Linked DNA regions of Ovis aries: region 1 is linked to region 2. Evidence: chromatin contacts called from public Hi-C data. All regions are on one chromosome and are shown on one strand. Each heading gives the region's core, a stretch centred on a gene start, on an enhancer-like site or on the middle of the called end of the contact. The rest is flanking DNA. Distances are from core to core; before and after follow the strand shown. Region 1 has its middle 17 kb from the start of DACT2. Region 2 has its middle 16 kb from the start of FRMD1.

Evidence for each region. Hi-C and Micro-C count contacts between places; a contact is called where the count stands out from the background.
Region 1: a Hi-C map of mesenteric adipose tissue shows a contact between it and region 2, with 2.6 times the contacts expected there. The contact joins two enhancer-like sites. A contact is called at or near these places in 6 of 16 Hi-C or Micro-C datasets (hypothalamus, liver, mesenteric adipose tissue and 2 more).

The regions. Positions count from the first base shown.
Region 1 is chr8:90,253,107-90,258,795 of ARS-UI_Ramb_v3.0, forward strand. No RefSeq gene overlaps it. Among named protein-coding and RNA genes, the nearest start is that of DACT2, 17 kb to the left of the region's middle. Within about 2 kb of position 1,640, at least 3 of the 54 cell types and tissues checked have an H3K27ac peak or open chromatin away from gene starts, as enhancers often do.
Region 2 is chr8:90,170,080-90,175,576 of ARS-UI_Ramb_v3.0, forward strand. No RefSeq gene overlaps it. Among named protein-coding and RNA genes, the nearest start is that of FRMD1, 16 kb to the left of the region's middle. Within about 2 kb of position 3,927, at least 1 of the 54 cell types and tissues checked has an H3K27ac peak or open chromatin away from gene starts, as enhancers often do.

The DNA.
Region 1 (5,689 bases), core at 390-2,889, 81 kb after region 2:
GTGGCTGAGAATTGTGGGGACGACACCGGCTGGGACCCCAGGACTCTCTGTGGGGAAACCCTGGGTGCTCTGCTTGGTACCCCAATGAGATGGGGCATCTCTCAGGCCAGGCCCAGCCGAGCCTCATGGCTCCCACTGCTTCTGTGGGAGAAGAGCTCCTCACAGCTCGCTTCACTTCTCCAGGGCTTGTCCTACTGACTGTGTGTGGAATTTCCCGGGACACTTCCAGAAACCGCTGATGCGGGCCACCCTCTTCCTCAGCCAGCTTAATCAGGCTGCTGAGCAGGCAGAGCCTGTGAACCGCCCTCGTCTGCGGTCCTTCAGGTGACGCTGCAGGGGTGCGGGGGTGGGCGAGCCCCTGTCAGGGTCTCTGCCTGGGCTTAGAAGCCAGTTCACGAGTCCCATCCCTGCCTCTCAGCTCCAAGCCGCCCGGTGACCCCCACGGGCCTTGGGCGGAGGGGGCGGATCTGTGTTTACCCAGGGAGCTGCTCACGTGTCCGCTCCATGCCCATGGTGACCCTGGGCATTGCCGACCAGATGCCCAGAGCACCTTGCTGGGAGACGAGAATCAGCTCCTAGGCTGGCTGACTTAGTGGGCAGTTCAACGCCAGTGAATTTATCAGTTTCGGTCTTAAAATGTTGTGTAAGCACCCAGAGGCTTTCTAGCAAAGGGTGTGTGATTTTATTCATCAAGTAAAATATGAAACTCTGGGCAGGTCCTCCTCAGAGGGCGTTTCCATTGTCATGGCTCATGGCTCTGTTTCAAGATGAAGCTGTTGATCGTCGGTCTGAGGAACAGGCCAGAGCAGAGCCCGTGCACCCTGATTTACGACAGCTCTGCGCCCCGTCACCTCAGCACCACGCCTGCCAGCGATGGCAACATTCGAGCCCCAGGCAACTGCAGAAGACCACGTGGGCGACGGGCGGTCCCTGCCGACGGCGGACTGCTTGCTCCCTCCCTCACCAAGAACGTGCAGAAACTGTTGGAAGGAGCCAGCAGTGGAGTCAGGAACCAGCCAGAGGCCCTGAATGGGCCACAGTCACTGCTGCTAAGTTCTCTGCTGGTGGGATGTTGGGTCCTCAACGCCTCGTGGAGCGGCTGTACGTGACTTAATAGACAGGAGGCCCTTCCACTTTGCAACCACTCAGTAACTGTCAGAGTCAGTTTTAACCTGTTGGGTTAAAACAACACAGGGTGGTTTTACTGTCCTTGAGAGGATGAAAAATCTAGATGGTAAGAGAAATGATACCAACTGTCATTGGAACATTTACTCTCTGCCAGTCACCAGACCCGCACTTTTAACAAGGTATCTCACAAATACAGGCGAAGACACACAGGAAAACCTAACAGGAGCTGTGTAGTCAGTGGAGGCCACGGGATCCACACGTTCAGAACACAGGCTATGGGGTTTGCGGAAGCCGGGCGGGATTTATCGGGAGTTGATTTGAGCAGAAGGATCTTAGAGAGGAGGCTTTGGGTGACTCCGTGAGCGGCTCCATGAGCCCACCTTGGGAGACATGGGGTGAGGAAGGGCCAGCCGGGGCCGGAGCCCGAGGGTGCGGGGCGGAAGGCGCCCTGCACAGCCTCCGGGGCAGCGGCGGGCCCTGCCTGCGGGTTTGACAGACTGGATCCTCCTTCCCCGGGAAGACACGGGAGTGAGCGCTGAGCCTGCGGGGAAGACTGGAACCGAACAAAGGGCTTAGAATAACTCCTTATCTGGGTTACCTTCTGAAAATAGGGGTCATGACGGGCCCCTGGAGCAGCGGCCGTGACCTCCGACGCCGAGGCGAGAAGCCCCAGGAAGAGCGGCCAGGGCTTCTGCCTGCTCCTGAGCTGCTGGGCCCGCCTCTGCAGCGCCGCATCCAGGCCGGGCCCCAGTACGCGCTCTGGGGCCTGGAGACCCTCGTGGGTGCCTTCAAGGGAGGAGGAAGCCTCGGCACGGAACTGCGGGGCCTGCAGAAAAGCTCTGTGTGCGGACGGGGCTGGAGGAAGGAGGAAGTGTCCAGACACCTCAGTCTGGAAGGGTGGATAAGGGTGGCCTTCCGGGCAGGGCGGGCCTGTGCCGGCAGCAGGTGTGCAGCTGGAGACGCGGAGGAGGGAGTGGGTGTGGCTGACGTCGGTCTCCCTGAGGGTCGGGGGGCGGGGGTGCGGGGGGGGGGGAAGGTGTGGCTGGGGGCGCAGGGCTGAGCAACCTGATCCCTCCTGTGGAGACGTTGACCAGACGTCCGGTCCCCCAGGAGGCTTCGTGGGGGGGAGGGGGCGCCCACCAAGCAGAGGGCAGGCCCCTGGGGGGTCCAGGCAGCCCAGCGGCCCTCCAGCCACCAGAGGATCAGGCAGGTCAGGCTCACCTGGGCTCAGGGACCCGAGAACCCAGACCTGTGTCCTTCTGAGCAGACAGAGGACCCCTCCCCGGGGGTGTGAGCAGGCAGGAGGGGTGCGTGAGTAGGCGGGGGGGGGGGGCGGGGGGGCATGAGCAGATGGGGGAGGGGGGGCGTGAGCAAAAGGGGGAACCCTCCCCAGGGGTGTGAGCAGGCAGGGGGGCGTGAGCAGGCGGGGGACCCCTCCCCGGGGGCGTGGACAGGCGGGGGACCCCCCTCGGGGGCATAGACACTGGTGACTGCGGAGCCCATCCCAGGAGGGGCCCTGGGGAGGGTGCGGCCGTACGCTGCCTGCGCCCTGGGGTCCCCAGTGCTGGGGGGCTGCCCTGGGGCCCCGCCGGCCCCACCTCTGCGCCGGGCTTCAGGTTCTCCCAGGTTAGGGCCCTGCTTCCCTGGTGGCTCAGGCGGTAAAGCATCTGCCGGCAAAGCAGGAGGCGCAGGTTGGGTATGTGGGTTGGGAATCTCCCCTGGAGAAGGGAATGGCGACCCGCTCCAGTATCCTTGCCTGGGAAATCCCGTGGGCAGAGGAGCCTGGAGGGTTACAGTCCATGAGGGTCGCAGAGTCGGACACGACTGAGTGACTACCACTTAACGCCTCGGGGTCGGAGCGGTTGCCTGGGCGCTCAGCTCCCCCGCCTGTGGCACGTGGTCAGGAAAGAGAGAAAGCGAAGTTGCTCAGTCGTGTCTGACTCTTTGCAACCCCATGGACTGTAGCCTACGAGGCTCCTCTGTCCATGGGATTCTCCAGGCAAGAGTACTGGAGTGGGTTGCCATTTCCTCCTCCAGGGGATCTTTCCGACCCAGGGACCCAGGTCTCCCGCACTGCAGGCAGACGCGTTACCGTCTGAGCCACCAGGGAAGCAGATGGCCAGGAGTGGTGTTCAGTTCCCGAAGGAGAGGGGGCAGACGAGCCCTGAGAGGCTGGGAAAGGAAGCCCTTCACCTCCAGCCACAGCTTCCGGGTCAGCGCTTCTGAGTTCTGGAGCCTCCGAGCGGCTGCAGGGGCGCAAGCCAGGAGACGTGTTCAAAATGCGATTTCTGGGCCGGAGGTCAATCCTCATGACCGAGACGCCCCGGGAGGGGCAGCTTAAGCCACATCCTGGGCTCCCCTGGGTCATCTTCACCTTGGCAACGTCTGCTTCCCCATCACCCAGGCCTGTCCTGGCTGCAGACGGAAGGCCGCTAGTCTATCTGTGGGTCGGACGTGAAGGGAGGGGAGTGGGGTGGTGGGGGCAGGGCTGGCTCCTGGGGGAGGAGACACGGGGGTGTGAGCACGTCTGGAGGCAGGTGACAAACACCCTGCCTGTGCCTCTCAGAGCAGCGCTGAGCAGGGGCTAACACAGGCGACGCCCTTGGAGCATCGTAAAGGCCACGACTGTGGCTCAGGGGGCTTCCCTGCTGGCTCAGATGGGCAAGTGTCTGCCTGCAGTGTGGGAGACCTGGGTTCAATCCCTGGGCCAGGAAGATCCCCTGGAGGAGGAAATGGCAGCCCACTCCAGTGCTCTTGCCTGGAGAACCCCATGGACGGAGGAGCCTGGCGGGCTGCAGTCCGTGGGGTTGCAAAGAGTCGGACACACTTCGGATTTCACGGTTCTGCGATGGCGGGTCTCCGCCCAAATCCTGTCGGGGCCCCTGTGCCGCCCCACACAGCTGCGGTTCACTCTGTGACGAGCCACAGTTTATTTATCCATTCCACGTACACCCCTCGCATGACAATGTTGCTTTGAAACGTCTCATGTCTGCCTTCTGGGTGTGTCTGCAAGAGCTTTGCTCAGATGCAGGGTTGGCAGCGGGCGTCCAGCGCCCACGACCCGTGTGGCAGGTTATTCCCACGTGTGGGACCCCCTCCCACCTCACCTGCAGGCAGGGAGGGGTCTGTGGTCAGGCAGGGGTCATCCCCAGCATACTCACTTTTGCCATTTTGCTGAGTGTGGTGTTTTGTTTTATTGTGGTTTGAACTGCGTCTCTCTGGTTAATAGTGGGTGAAGTTTCTCTCAATAACACTTCGGATCTTCAGGCTCTGCAACACGCCTCCTGTCTCTCACCCGTGTCTCTGAGGGTTGCTCGGCTTTGTCTATTTGATGTCCCAGGTCTTTCTCTGTTCTGGTGGCCAACCTTGAGTTGTATGTGGGTTGCAGAGAACCTCAGGTTTGTGGCTGGGTTTCCCGTCTCTGCACACTGTATTTTGAGAAGCAGAAGCTATTTGTTTAATGTAGCCCAGTGTATTCGTCTTTTTGTGACTTGAGACGTTACCTGAAGCGGTGCCCAGTGTACCTGCGAAGGTGATTCTGAGCTCATCAAGTCATTCTCCACGCACCTGACACGCTGTTCAAACTGTCCCTTCAATTGCTAGTTTCAGGCACGTATTACACTCTGGGTGTTTTCTTTGGTTCTTGTGAAAATCCAACCTGTCAGTTCTGACAGTTGTATTTTCTTTCCTCACGTTCTCCATCTTTCATTTCTTAAAACAAAAACCACTTCTTAAAATCGCACCTCCTTCCTCTCGGCATCTGTCTCTTTGTGGGGCGACCCTGTCCTTGGATGGCACCAGGTGAGCTGCTTGCCCATGTGCTCAGCGACTGTTGACCTGAACGTCCGTCTCTGTGATCTTTGAGGAAAGGGCTGAGATGGGAGCCTGTCCTTCCAGGGGAGGCTCCTGTCTGCTCCTGTTGGCTCCCAGGACCTTCGAGGGCACTGTAGGACGAGTTCCAGCCTCTTGGCTGGAGTTCTGGCACAAAAGCTGGCTTAACAGGCCAGAGGGTCACACCCCGGGGTCTCCTGGGATGGAGGGGGCTCCCTGTCCTCCGCTGCAGGGGCCCCACTTTGGGGGGAGGCTCCAGTGGCAGATCCCTTGAGAGTCCCTTGGGTTGCAAGGAGGTCAAACCAGTCCATCCTAAATGAAGTCAACCCTGAATATTCATTGGAGGGACTGATGCTAAAGCTGAAGCTCCAATACTTGGCCACCTGATGAGAGGAGCCAACTCATTGGAAAAGACTCTGATGTTGGGAAAGATTGAAGGCAGGAGGAGAAGGGGACGACAGAGGATGAGATGGTTGGATGGCGTCACTGACTCGATGGACATGAGTCTGAGCAAGCTCCAGGAGTTGGTGGACAGGGAGGCCTGGCGCGCTTCGGTCCAGGGGGTCTCAGAGTCGGACACGGCTGAGCCACTGAACGTCAGCAACCAGTGTCGGATGATGGCACGTGCCGAGAGTTTACGGGAAAAGTTACGGGAGAAGAATCCAGTGTGAGACAATTATTTTTTTTCCTGACAACTGGGAAAATAAGACAAAACAAAACACCATCCGGG
Region 2 (5,497 bases), core at 2,677-5,176:
AGGCGCTTGCTGGGAACTTTGTAAAGTGCCATTTGGGTCCTATTTCTAAGGGTACTTGAAACACCTCAGTAGGTTACAAAAGGCCACCACATAATGAGAAACTACTGAGGCTGAAGACACGTGTTCCTAGGTTTTAGGTAGGACGCATGTTTGTGTGACTTGTGATGTTTCCCTATGCGACAAGATCGTTCAGCCATCAGCTTCCTCATGGAGTCTTCATGTTCGGTTGGTCCTTTGACCTGGTGTTTGGGCTAAGTCGTAGGGTGGTGCAGCGTCTCTCTGAGCTCTGAGCCGGGCCCCCTGCCCATCCCACAAGTCCTGATGTGTGCACTTGCCGCCTCGGTGCCAGGCTTCCAAGGACAAAAGGCCTGGAGTGGAAGGTGCTCTGGGCAGAACCTGCTTTCCTTCTGTGTTCTTTCTGCTTGTTTCCAGTAGGTGGCAGTCCAAGCCTGCAAATACTACTGTGGTGGGGCCTCTGGGGGCGCGGGGTTCTCTCCACCGGTCAGGGACCCACTAAGTCCTGCACTTGCTGCGGTCCCTCCCAGGTCGGTCCATGGGGGACTTGCCTTCAGCAGAAGGACAGCACTGTTTCTTGCGCTTTCTGGGTTTAGTTATAAGGGAAAATCTGTAATGATAGACGGGCTTCCCAGGTGGCGCTAGTGGTAAAGGACCCGCCTGCCAGTGTTGGAGACGCAAGAGACACAGGTTCCATCCCCGGGGTTGGGAAGATCCCCTGGAGGAGGGCACAGCAACCCACTCCAGTGTTCTTGCTTGGAGAATCCCCATGCACAGAGGAGCCCGGGGGGCTGCCGTCCATGGGGTCACAGAGTCAGACACGGCTGGAGGGCTTGGCACACATGGTAGAAAGTCTGTAGCTTCAGATCTGTCTCTCGACAGGCTGCAAGCGGCAGTGAGTGCTCCAGGCTCTGAAACGCCTCCGCAGCGTCCACTCCGTCAGCTGAGGCTCAGTGCCGCCGGCTCACCGGTGAACTTTTAACAAAAAAACACGAAATAAAAGAAAGAGAAGGGAAAATGCACGAAGGATGTCGGGAGTGGGAGGAGGTCTCCGCCTGCGCGAACAGACAGCCTGGAGGGCAGAGGAGAAGCAGCAGCCCCACGGGGCTGAGGTCCCGCAGGAAGGGAGGGCTGCTGCCTGGCTCTCAGGTCCGTCGTTTTCCCCCACGGTAGCTGAGGCTGAAGAGGGACATACCTTGCCCTGTAGACTGGGAAAGACTGGGGACTCCAAAGGCATGGGCAGGATGCGGGGTATGGGGAAGGGTGGGAGGCGAGGACCTGGAAAGAGGTGGGTCTGGAAAGATGGTGGAAGTTTCTAGAGCGTAAGGAGGAAGAGGGGCATTCCAGGGGAGAAGCCATGGCTACCTGCACGGGGTGGACATGGAGGCCTCCTGGGCCCCGCAGAGACCACGGGGAAGGGGATGTGGATGAGGTGGCAGGCAGCCTGCAGCCTTGTGGTGACCACAGATGTTTGCTGCGTTTCCTGTCTGATGTCCTAGTCAGGCGCAGGGCGAGTCCTCTGACTGGTGACACGTTCATCACAGTCCTGTATCCTGGAGGCTTCGTCACCTGGTCAGTGCCCACGTCCTGGGTCTGTCTGGACTGCATGAATTCAAGGAAAATGTCCCCCAGGCATCCTGAGATTCACCTCCTAATGTCTCCAGTCTAAACTTTATGACATCACTTCTAGCCTCATTCCTCAGCCTCTCAGGGTGGTTCTTGGGGAAGAATATTACACCACTGGACAAGTCTGGCTTGAGGGACTGAAACCATCTTGAATGAGCAGCAAAAAGTCCTCTTTCAGTGTGGCCACTGGCGGGCGAGTGTCCACAAGAGCTTGCTTTCCGAATCTCCCTCTCGGCCCTGCGGCCCCTGCAGGTCTGGGGTCAGCCTGCAGGTGAGTCACAGGACAGTTTTTGCTCCAGGGCGATCATGACTAAGTGAAAGCGTCCCTTCCGGAAACATGGCCTGGGCCTTACGCAAATGCTCCTCTCTGCAGGGCTTCTCCCTGCTCCTCCCGGATGTCCGGATGTCCGATGTCCTTGCGGCTGTGCGCGCTCGCGAACGTCTCAGGGTGTTCCCAGCCCGGCGCCCCTCCCAGTTCCCCCAACCCCGGAGACTGCCGCCTGCGCTTCTCCGTCAGGAGCTCACCTCTCCTCCGGGTCTTGCTGACTCACCTGCACCAGTCACAGCCTGGGCGCGGCTCCCAGCTTCCCCGGGGGCTGGGGCCCCTCCTGCACTCCGCCCCCGTGTCCCCTCGGCGCCCTCTGGCTCAGGCACGGGGGTCCCTGCACGCTCGCTCCCTGGCGAGCCTCTGCTCACTGCTTGGCCCCCACCCCGGGCTCGGGGCTGCCTCTCCCTCTCAGCCCTTGACAGGTAAGGCAGGGAAGCGCAGAGGTGCCTGGCAGCATCGCCCGCTGTGATTACCAAGAGTAAGAGCTGGCAGGAAAACTCCAGGAGAGAGGTCTCTTTCAGAGGCAGGGGACGGGGGATAGCGGGAGCCTGGGCAGCAGCAGGGCTCCTCCACGCAGGAACGCAAGTGCAGCTGTCCAGTGGGGACCCCAGGGGCCGCAGCCCGACAGGCTCCTCCGTCCATGGAATGTTCCAGGCAAGAATACTGGACTGGGCTGCCATTTTCTCCTCCAGGAAGTCCTCCAGGCACCCTCCAACTTAGTTAAATTTACAAAGCTCATCGCGGTAATGTTAGCCTGTAGGTGGACCAACATCCCCCAACCCAACTCCGCACGAAATAAATTTGCAAACTCGTGAAACACCACCGGCTGGAGGTGTCCCTGCGTTATGTTACATGTCCGGCTGCCCTGCCTGAGGAGCAGCCCTGTGGCTGCAGACAGAGGGAGGAGCTGGTCACAGAGCAGAGACCCCCTCCCCGGCCCCCCAGGAAACTCACCCCACAGGAGACCCTCCAGCCGGCCAGAGCAGCCCCGCCTTCCGCGGCCAAAACCTCTGCTCCTCTCGGTGAGAGCAGGGCTTGCGCCCCGCCTTGGTGCAAAGCAGCGACTGCAGACCCAACCCCGGGGCCTTTCGAAAGGGATGCCAAGGCAGAGATAGACTGGCTTTGCCGTGGGAGTCAGCCGCCCAGAGACGAGAAGCCGGCTAGTAACCAGCTGTCTATTGTGTCTGATGAACCCAACAGCTCTGCACAAAGGCGGTTAACCCTCCGGCACAGCCGTAGCCTCTGCTCAGGAAGGGGCGTAGGTGTGAAGACTCCCGGGCTTCCTCTGGCCCACAGCGAGGCCTGGCCCACGGGGGTCTTGTGCCCCGCAGCCGCCATACGCCTTCTCCCTGTGAATTCACGAGGTCTCAGAATCTGGGATGAGCCAGGCAGGGCCAGGTAAGCCTCTTTCAGGCAATGCTGGCTGAAAACCCAGTGCCTTCTGCTTTGACAACATCCTTCAACTGTAGACGTCCTCATCAGAAAAGAAGCCTCATCTCAGTAACCAGGAAGTTCAAACACTATCAGGCAGGTGCGGACGCACGCTCGGGCCCTCCCCTCGCCCTGTCCCCCCACCCAGCTCTCTGAGGCCCCAGCTGAGGACTCTGATGTGATAGAAAGACCCCGACCTTTGCAGAGACAGACCAACGGCCGAGCTTACACCCCAGGGCGGTGCTCAGCTGGGTATCTCGGCTCCGATCTCAGCCTGTTTCTGCTCAGAGGGAACAATGTATCTCCTCTCAGGGGCCATGGGCCTGTCCAGTGGAGGAAGGTCCTGTCCTGAGGCAGCCAGGGGGAGGATCCACCGAGCCCCAGTCCCAGCCTGGCCCGGAGCCCCCAGAGAGGAGCGTCAAGGGGAGCTCCAGCCTGGCCCCCTACTTGCTCGGTCCTGGCCCCCTCAGCACCATGCTTCTCTCACCCTAATACCCTGGGTCCCCACCTCCCTGGACGGGCCTATCAGTGACCCTTTGCCTGGAGTCAGCTCCGAGTTTTCTTTGGGGCTGAGAGGACAGTGGTGTGAGGTCAGTTTCTGAAAAGTGGCTTCAGGGTGAGACTTGTTCCTTCCCCGTTGTGAACGCTGACAGCTGGAGTGAGGGGGGAGGGATGACCCGGTCACGGTGATGAGCCGTTCTTGTTTACAGCGCGTCTGAGTCCTGTCCTCTCGGGTCTTCCTGGGACTTCACGTCGGGCCTTCCCTCAGTGTGACTGCAGCGTGAGTGAGCTGGCGCTTCGTCTTCCAGGCACTACTGAGCCTCTGACCGCGGTATCCCACGGACACACACACACACACACACACAGACATGTATAGAGACACACACACAGAAAGTTACCTATACACACTCATACACACAGGCACACACACACATACACACACAGACACACACACACACATTCCCGCACACAGACACACACACAGACACACACAGACACACACATTCCCACACAGACACACACACGTGCACAGACACACACATTCCCACACACAGACAGACACACACGCGTGCACAGACACACACATTCCCACACACACACACACACACACGCACAGACACACACATTCCCGCACACAGACACACACACACGCACACACATTCCCACACACAGACACACACACACACAGACACTCACATTCCCACACACAGACACACACACACACAGACACACACATTCCCACACACAGACACACACACACGCACGCACAGACACACACATTCCCGCACACACACACACACACACACACACACACACACACAGACACACACACCCCCACACACAGACACACACACACGTGCACAGACACACACATTCCCGCACACAGACACACACACACATGCACAGACACACACATTCCCACACACAGACACACACACACACACACACATTCCCGCACACAGACACACACACACATGCACAGACACACACATTCCCACACACAGACACACACACACACACACACATTCCCGCACACAGACACACACACAGACACACACAGACACACACATTCCCACATACAGACACACACACGTGCACAGACACACACATTCCCGCACACAGACACACACACACACACGCACACACATTCCCGCACACAGACACACACACACACACACACATTCCCGCACACAGACACACACACACACACACATTCCCACACACACACACACACGCGCGTGCACAGACACACACATTCCCACACACAGATACACAGACACACACATGCACAGACACACACATTCCCACACACACACACACACACACACACACACACACATTCCCGCACACACACACACACACACGTGCACAGACACACACATTCCCGCACACACACACACAGACACACACATTCCCGCACACAGACACACACACACATGCACAGACACACACATTCCCACACACACACACACACACACACACACACACACATTCCCGCACACAGACACACACACACAGAGGCACAGACACACACATTCCCCCCCCACACACACACGCGTGTGTGCTGCTCTTGATCACCACTCTGCCCCTCTTTCT